Regions from separate parts of the Anas platyrhynchos genome. Here region 2 is linked to region 1. The links are chromatin contacts, called in public Hi-C maps. All regions are on one chromosome and are shown on one strand. The core of a region is the stretch at or near the end of the contact, and the rest is flanking DNA. Distances in the headings are between cores, read along the strand shown.

The links. A called contact is a pair of places that touch in the nucleus more often than the background predicts.
Region 2: a contact with region 1 is called in a Hi-C map of liver, with 2.3 times the contacts expected there. The contact joins two enhancer-like sites. A contact is called at or near these places in 2 of 8 Hi-C or Micro-C datasets (liver and subcutaneous adipose tissue).

Annotation. Positions count from the first base shown.
Region 1 is chr7:28,682,039-28,686,002 of IASCAAS_PekinDuck_T2T, forward strand. The region is part of intron 4 of ADARB1 (adenosine deaminase RNA specific B1); the gene reads left to right. Among named protein-coding and RNA genes, the nearest start is that of ADARB1, 46 kb to the left of the region's middle. Within about 2 kb of position 1,818, at least 1 of the 8 cell types and tissues checked has an H3K27ac peak or open chromatin away from gene starts, as enhancers often do.
Region 2 is chr7:28,880,401-28,884,364 of IASCAAS_PekinDuck_T2T, forward strand. PCBP3 (poly(rC) binding protein 3) reads right to left here. Exons shown (of 15, transcript XM_072041159.1): 14 at 1,429-1,481. Among named protein-coding and RNA genes, the nearest start is that of COL6A1, 16 kb to the left of the region's middle. Within about 2 kb of position 2,156, at least 1 of the 8 cell types and tissues checked has an H3K27ac peak or open chromatin away from gene starts, as enhancers often do.

The DNA.
Region 1 (3,964 bases), core at 568-3,067:
TAATTTTAAACTTTTTTAATGAAGAAAAATTCTCCCTTGTTTGCTTGTGCTTCTCCCCAGTCTAAGTATAATAATGAATGTTTGTCTGCCCTCTTTGTACTACATCCATTGGGTCTTTTTAATGATATGTCTGTCTAAATCCATCTACTTGTTATGTATGTATATATGCATACATATACATATAAGATCCCATGAATTCGTTTCAACTTTCTGTTTATTCTAATGAGAGTTTTGAGGCTTTGACCTTTGCCATCGCAAAAACATTGTTTTAAAGTTCATTCAAATTACTCTATGTCTGATTCAATATCATTCTATAATCTGGGGTTGAAGAGTATATATAAACGTGATTATTATACATACGTTGTTTCCTCTAGTTGCATGGACAAAATGCATTATTTAGAAATTCCTATATGCTGTCTCTTTATTTTTCATGATTCTTGGATTATTTATGAATGTTTCATGCTTTTTCAAATCTAGAATTATGCTATTTCAGGTCTTTATGATTTCTTCAGTAGGTTCAGCTATTTCACTATTTTAAAATAGTGCTTTTAAAGGTGGATTTGGCACCAGACGCCAAAAAATTCACTGTTTTTTACATGTTACTAGTTCCTGAATCAGTAAAATGATGAAAATGGGAACTACAATATGAAGTAGAAAAGAATAAGAATTATTCTTGCCCTGAATAATTTTTCAGGGCGACTTCTGGTAAGTTTCGTTCTGAGGTGGGGAAAGTAGAATCATTATATTCTCTCCCAGTTCACACTTTTATCATTCTAAGGGGGTAAAGTTGTTTTTCTGCCCAGAAGATCAATGCATAACAACTTACACAGCCTTTTTAAGGGACTTCAATGGACCACTGGACGGTGATGGGTACTTCTGGTCTCCTTGCTTTGTGAGATTTTGACCTGCATTCTCAGTTCTGTGAACCTATTTGTTGTCCCAGAGTGCCACCCCGTAAGTGGACTCTTGCTGTAGTTATGCTGTGCAAGGTGTGGAGAAACTATGTGGTCAATTCTGGGCATTTGAGCTCAAGGTACAGTTTTAAATATATTTTTTTAAAAGGCAACACATGCAAACAACTTTTTTTCCCTCCAGCACTCCAAAACTGACCTTGATGCCCATATTGTCTACAACAAAGCGTACTTTAGGGCCAGCTTGCATTTTACCTTTCTAACAGATGTGCATAAAAGGCTACTCCAGTGTGGAAGAGAACCCAGTGTTTGTAGGGGTAATTCAGCATACTACACCATGTGGGGAAGGGGCAGGTTGCTGGTACTGTCTCATGTAGATCCTATTTAAAGTCAGCTATCGATTTTGAGTCTTTTGGTCAGTTTGTAATCAGGACATCCATTTTTCTTTCTGCACTTTGCTGTGTTTTATTACCCTGCTTTTATAGTTATAATTAGCTATCAAGTTATTGGAATTGATCTATTACATCATGGTCTATTATAAGTGATTTTGTTTTGGTACATTTTAGTGAGTAATCAGAGATTTAAGCATTTGTGATGTTTGGTTGTGCTTTTGTTTTATTCCTTTTTTTTTTTTTTTAACTCTTGAGTTCTTAAACAGTTGTTTTTAAATGGTTTTAAATGAATATGTGTAAATATATTAAGTCTGGAGATAACCCTAAAGTGGGTGAAGTCACAAACATTGGAGAGTACAGGAGTGATGCAAACGAGGTTGAGATTTGTAACAACTCATAGACCAAGCAACATAGTGATTTTATTTGGAAAAATTGCAAACTGGAAACATGCAAGGGGAGAAAAATTCCAAGCACTGAAAGCTCAGTGGAAGGAATGAGAGTACAATGTAGCTCTGCCAATGCAGATGTTGGAATTGCTGCCTGGGCGGCAGGTTCCAAATGCGTCCTCAGCTCAGAGCTGCGTGGTGAAAAGCAGTGTGTTGCCTCATCTCTTGAGGTGCCATTACCTTCTGGATCTGGTAGGCAGCAGGCAGAACTCTAAGGTGTCTGCAGCTAACGTGTTAATTTGTGATGCCTTGCAAGAAAAACTGTTAGAGCGGAAAGAATTGAGAGGAGTGAAAAGATGATTGCTGCTCTGGGTGGTGATGGGGAGTTTTGGGTGAAGTACATGTCAAAAGTTGTTTACCTTGAGGTAGAAGCAAGTACACTGGAGGGAATGAAATGTGGGAATACACATCTAAGCTATCAAATGATAGAGAAGGACTGTTGGTATCAGAGATCAGCTTATTAAATAGATATGGGTATAATCATTTGGCCACTACAGTGGGTTATCAAGGTCCTGTGGTTTAATACATTTAAAATCAGTCTGTGCAAAGCAAGTTTATCTGCTTGTTCACAGCTTGACCTTTTGTGAAAGATGAAGCACTGCTGCCTGTGGTGAGGAAAATCTCTTTGCTGGGAAAGCGACTTAAACCCAGCAAGTCAGCATGTGCCTCAGAGCAGGTGAAGGTGCACCGATGAAAATCAGGCCTTGTGTGTTTATTACTCTGTGTATTAAAATGGGAGAAATCGTCAGTCCAGCGGGGTAGGGACGTGCCTCTCCAAAACAAAGAAAATATGTTTATGGGTAGCTACATTCTGTAAATTGATAGCCATCCTCATTTTATCTCCCATGCCAAGTCCAACAGGATATCCGGTATTGTACAGTAATCCACAGCATGTACCAAGGGCTCTAAAATGTGTCCTTGAAGTTTTATTTTCTGTGGAAGACAACTACGTGTTTCAACATGCTTAGGTTAAGATCATTAAAACATTTAAAGTGCCTACTTTGTCATAGGTCTAAAGATTTGGTAGGTAGCTATAGTTGTTGAGATCTGGAGAAGACAGAGAAATGTGAACAGTATTTTAAAATAACTTTGGAAGACAAGTGGGTCACCTGTTTATAGATGAAGTGTGGAAGCTGATAGAAACAAGTTTTTGAAAACTATTATTGTGAAGCCCAAATCCGATTACAGGGGAAAGCAGCATTGCTGAGCACTGAACTTTGCCTCTTGTTTTTGGAGGTGGTCTCAGTGGACTGAGCTTGCCGTGATGGCCTCCTTGGTGCAGAGCCCTTTCTCTTGGCTAGGCTTCCTCCACGGCTTCCCAGGCCCTTGCCTGACTTTATTTCTGAGACATCCTCCACCATAGGTGTATGTTGCCTGTCTCCCTTGTAACCTTTAGTAATCTCACTGCAATAGAGAGGCCACTGTTTGGCCCTCTCTTCTCCCTTCTCCTCTCTCTGTCCTTCCTTCACTTTTCTCCTTTTTATAAAACTGGATTCAGAATATATCCATGTTAATTTCAGAAGCCATTAAAAAGGGTCAGTGAGGAAGAAGTTTCTTTTTTTTTTTTTTAATTCAGGAGACTAGTAGCACACAAATCTTATTGTGAAGTTGAGAAAATTGTAGGGTTAACCCTAGAAAGCTCATGCGTTACCTACTGCTGTTACCTTCAGTGGTTGTAATTCTCACTCCTTCTGTGAGACTATTTTAGAGTATTCACCAACTATAATAATAATAAGCATGTTCAGTGTCTAGGAAGTGTATGTAAAGCTACGATTGCCTAATACGAGCTTCTTCAGAACTTTAAAGAATCTTCTCTATCCCTCAGTCTACAAATAAGTATCTTAACATCCAGAGGCCAACTTCATCAAGGCTCCCTTAGCCTTCATTTAAAGGAGAAAGGAAAATGTTTCCCCCCATGCGGGACTGACGTTTTTTTTATCTCTGCTGTAGCACCTGTCTGTACTTGGTTTTGCCCAGATACGAGCTATAGTAGGGGTAGCAGTGGTGCACGGTGTTGTGGTGCTCTGCTTCCCATCCCCTCCACTGTGCTGCAGCGACCACCAGCCCCGTGATGGGACCAGCACTGAGCCTTCGTGCTGCTGCCCAAAGCCAGGTGCTGAAATAAGCACAGGGAGGCAGGAAGAATTTACCCCAGTGTGGTTCTCAAGGACTGTACCTGCTTTAACTGCAGCTCTAAACCCATGAATCTGAATCT
Region 2 (3,964 bases), core at 906-3,405, 200 kb after region 1:
AAGAGCCACCCATCCTGGTTCTCGCAGAGCAGAAATGGCTTGAAGAGGCTGGAGGTGCTTCAGCAAACAAAAATACAGACATATGGGAGCCTGCTTGGGGGAGGAGAGGAGCCAAACCTATTCAGAGGCTTCTGAGTGTCTCTGCACAGCATTCAAGTTTCTCCCGACAGTCACAGAAGTGACAAGCTGGATTTCACCACCGGGTTGCCTTGAACTCTCCTTTCTCTGCAGCGCAACCACGGTCTGCTCTGCACTGCTAAAACCTCCTTGAAGACACCCAAGCCTGTGCTCTCTTTCCAGGGAAGATGACAGTGGCAATTTCAGAGCCTTCAAAACAACAGGAGGTATTTTCAGCGGGCAGAAAAAAAGACGCAGGCAGTGACATTTAATACAGCGCAGGTCTGATGTGAGCCAGGCTTTTGGCGAGCGAACGCTCCCAGTACTCCTGTGTCCAGTGGCAGGTCATTCAACACGCTAAAAGGCAGGAGAGACCCCTTTCGAGGGGTTCCCCAACACTCCCAAAGATGCCCTCATTGCTGCCAGGGCCGCGGTCCCCCAGGCTGGCCAGCCGTGGCCATGGCAAGCTGAGAAGCACCTGCAGGACTCCCGGTGGTCTCCCAGGGGGGCTTCCTCACTGGGCCAACAAAAGCTGGGTAAACAGGAGGAAGAAGAGGAAACAGGCACCAGACACAATCCAGAATCCCCCGAGAAGGGTGGGCTGAGGGTGCCAGTAGTGGGGATGGAGCCTGGGAGCCGTGTCTCCACTCGCCCTGCTCCTGGTTTGGGCACAGGCTGGCCATCAACCCGTGGAGACCACAAGGCCACTCCAGAAGCGAGACCTTGGGTCCGGATGCTGTCTGCCAGGGCTCTGCATCCCACCTCCTCCCATCTAAGCACCCCGAGCAGCCTCTCTCTGTGACCATGGCATCTCCAGCCTCCTTCTGACAAAAGTCTGAGTCCGATATCCACCTCGCCGCAATGCCTCCGCTTGCAGGACCCAGCTGCTGACTGCCACCAGAACCCAAACGCCACGTGCTGCCTTTCGGAAGGACAGATCCGAAACAGCTCAGACCTGCCAGTGGTGTATCGGGCCGTTATACTGGGGCTGGCTTGGGAGCTCCCTCCGCTGCTGATCGCTGTCAAGTGGGCATCTTTCGTGAGCACTAAGTTCACTTGGGAAGGAAAACGGAGCACTGAGGAGGATTCCCCCTAGGAAAGCCACCAAGAGGGTAGAGACCAGCAGGTGCTTCGTGACCCCAGACAACCAGACTGAGGAGCTGCACAAAAGGCATGAGTGAACCCGGTGAAGGGGTATCTCTAAATGTATTTAACGAGCTCATACATTTGTAGAGTACATATATATAGGTATAGGTATATATATGTGCATACACATAGACACACAGGCGGAGGAATCGCCACTGTACTTACATCATTGGGAATGGTGAGTTCATGAGTACTGGCCGGGGGACTGGCATCCAGACCTGGGCATATGCAAGGGAAAATGGTTACAGCTTGCAGCAGCAGCGCAGCAGCGGGTTGCTGGCACTTCCCCGCAGCAGTCGACATTGCAAAGGCTGCATCCTGCTCCGGGGCCGGGAGGGGAAGGGGATCACACACTCTGGTACAAGGAGGAGGGAGACGGTTGCTACCTGCCTCATCTGGAGTGGGCTGCCACCTTCCCCTGTGCCCCTCGACCCTCGGTCCCCAGGTGAGACTGGCTCTGGGGAGGTCTGCGCAGCACAAGGCTGCAGCCTCCCCCGGAGGGCTGGCGGGGGTGGGAGAAGGAAGAAACCCTGTAGGCAGGGTTTCCATGCGCCCACCAGCCCTCCCTGGGTACATCGTCCTTAGGAAAGCAGCCCAGCAGCCAAAATGCTGAGCTGAAGCCAGAGCTTGCTAAGACACACACGCTGACTGGACTTGGGACCGACGGTCCCTCTTGGAGCAAACAACATGCTGGTGAAGAGCCTGCTTCCCTACAAAACCACGTGGAAGCACACTGCCAGCAGCAAGGAGTGAATGCAGCGGGGTGTTTCTTCCCAGCTTCTCCCTCCTTCATGGTGGGAAAGGCTGCAGACCATCAGGCACATGCAGCTCCACGTGAGAGCACGGCACAGCACTCCTAGCCGGGTTTAAGCCTGCTTTTCCCACTGGTTTCCATATTAAATCACCTCATTGCTCAAGTAGGGACATCCTATTCCAAATCTGTAGGACAGAAGCTGCCTGGTAGCTAACAGGAATTTGCAGCCTCTGCAGAAAAACCTTATCTGTATAACGTAAACTACCAAGAAAAACCTTATCTGTGTAACATAAACTTTTAAGAGCAATGTGCACTAGAGTCCAAAAGACTGCAATGTGTGTTCGAGCAAAGAGAGGAGGAATAAAGGGAGTGCAGGGGAAAAAAAAAAAGCAGCAGGAGACAGGAACTGCTGTGCTGCTGTGGAACAACTCAGCTGCACTGAGCCCTTGTTCACAAAAGCCCCAAGGGGCTTGTGAACCCCTGGGAGCACCAAGCATCTACTGCAAGCCACCGCTGGGTTTTGCGGTCTGTGCTTCCCTCTGCACTACACAAGAGGGGCTCCGATCAGTTCTGAGAGCAACAACAGCCTTGGGTTTGACACCCAGTGGGTGCAAACCGATGCCTGCCTGGGTACTGGACCTGCCCCAGAGGGTGTCTGCTGACGGATGTGTGTTCCCGAGCACTGCGCCTCGGCATGCAGGCAGCACGCTGGACCCCTCGCGGGAGGTCTCTTGGACCCATTTCTTGTCAGGAACACAAGGAAAAGCAGGGGATGGGGACACAAACCCAGCCCTACCTGCCGTGCTGGCACCAAAGCCTGCACAAAATATCTCCTGCCCGCATTTCACGCAGCAGGCAGTGCTCAGTGCTGGCTGCAGAGCACAGGGCACAGGAAGGGGCACTTCACCAGCGCCTCATCCTCCAACCAGTTCCCAAGCCACAGCCTGGAAAAACTCCTTCCCCCTGCTCCCTGGAGCTCTCCACGGATGTTCAGTGTCCTCCACGCATGTGCTGTCACCTCCACACCTATTTCCCACCCCAGCCCCCCCACTGCCTCTCCCAGCTGCATTTTGGGGCATCGCATCACCCCCTGCATCACCACAGCCGTAACATCCTTCTCCGTTACTGGGGGATTGCTCATTTTGGGATACTGGGATTCTCCCCTCTGACATGCACATCTAACCCCTCTGGATGCAACATGGGGAATCACCGTGTTCGGCCAGGTCAGGATTAATGCCATGGGTGATTGCAAGGGGTAAAGTAGGGCACACAGAGAACAAGGCTGCGCAGAGACAACAAGAAATCTGTTTTTGCTACCACCTGGTGGGGTCTATTTCCATGGTCTACGCTTGCTTTCCCGGTTGGGCGATGCCCCCAGATGCTTTCGAGGCAGGCAGGAAGCGCACCCCGGCACGTTCGGGAGGTCTGGCTCCCCTCGCTCACGAGCCTGCAGGTCTCTGGATCATCCCCCTGAGCAACAGCGGGGTATAAAAGCATGTTCAGCACATACGGATGAATGTGCAGCTGCCAGGGACATTTGAAATGGAAATTTTTCCAAGATTACGGCCATGCTTCGTCTCCTTGGGGTCCTGTTCCACTAAAAATGCAGCTCTCCTTGAACGGCTGAGAGACAGCTAAAATGTTATTTCCATTCCCACAAGCATTTTTTCTACTGTTTCTGGGCGAGGTTTATGCAAAATTAAATGGAAGAATAAGGGCGGTGACCCTGATGTCTTTCCATTACGGAGATGGCAGCCATAGACAAACATCAAAACCCAGGTAAGGAACTAGAGGTGCTTTTCTTCGGGCGTGCTGCACGGAGGGAGATGGCAGGCATGGTGCTGCCTGGTCTCTACCTGCCCACCAGAAAGCATGCTCACTTCTCCACAAACAAGACGATTTATCCAGGAGCACAACAACGGCACAGTCCTACTTCAGAAGTACTTT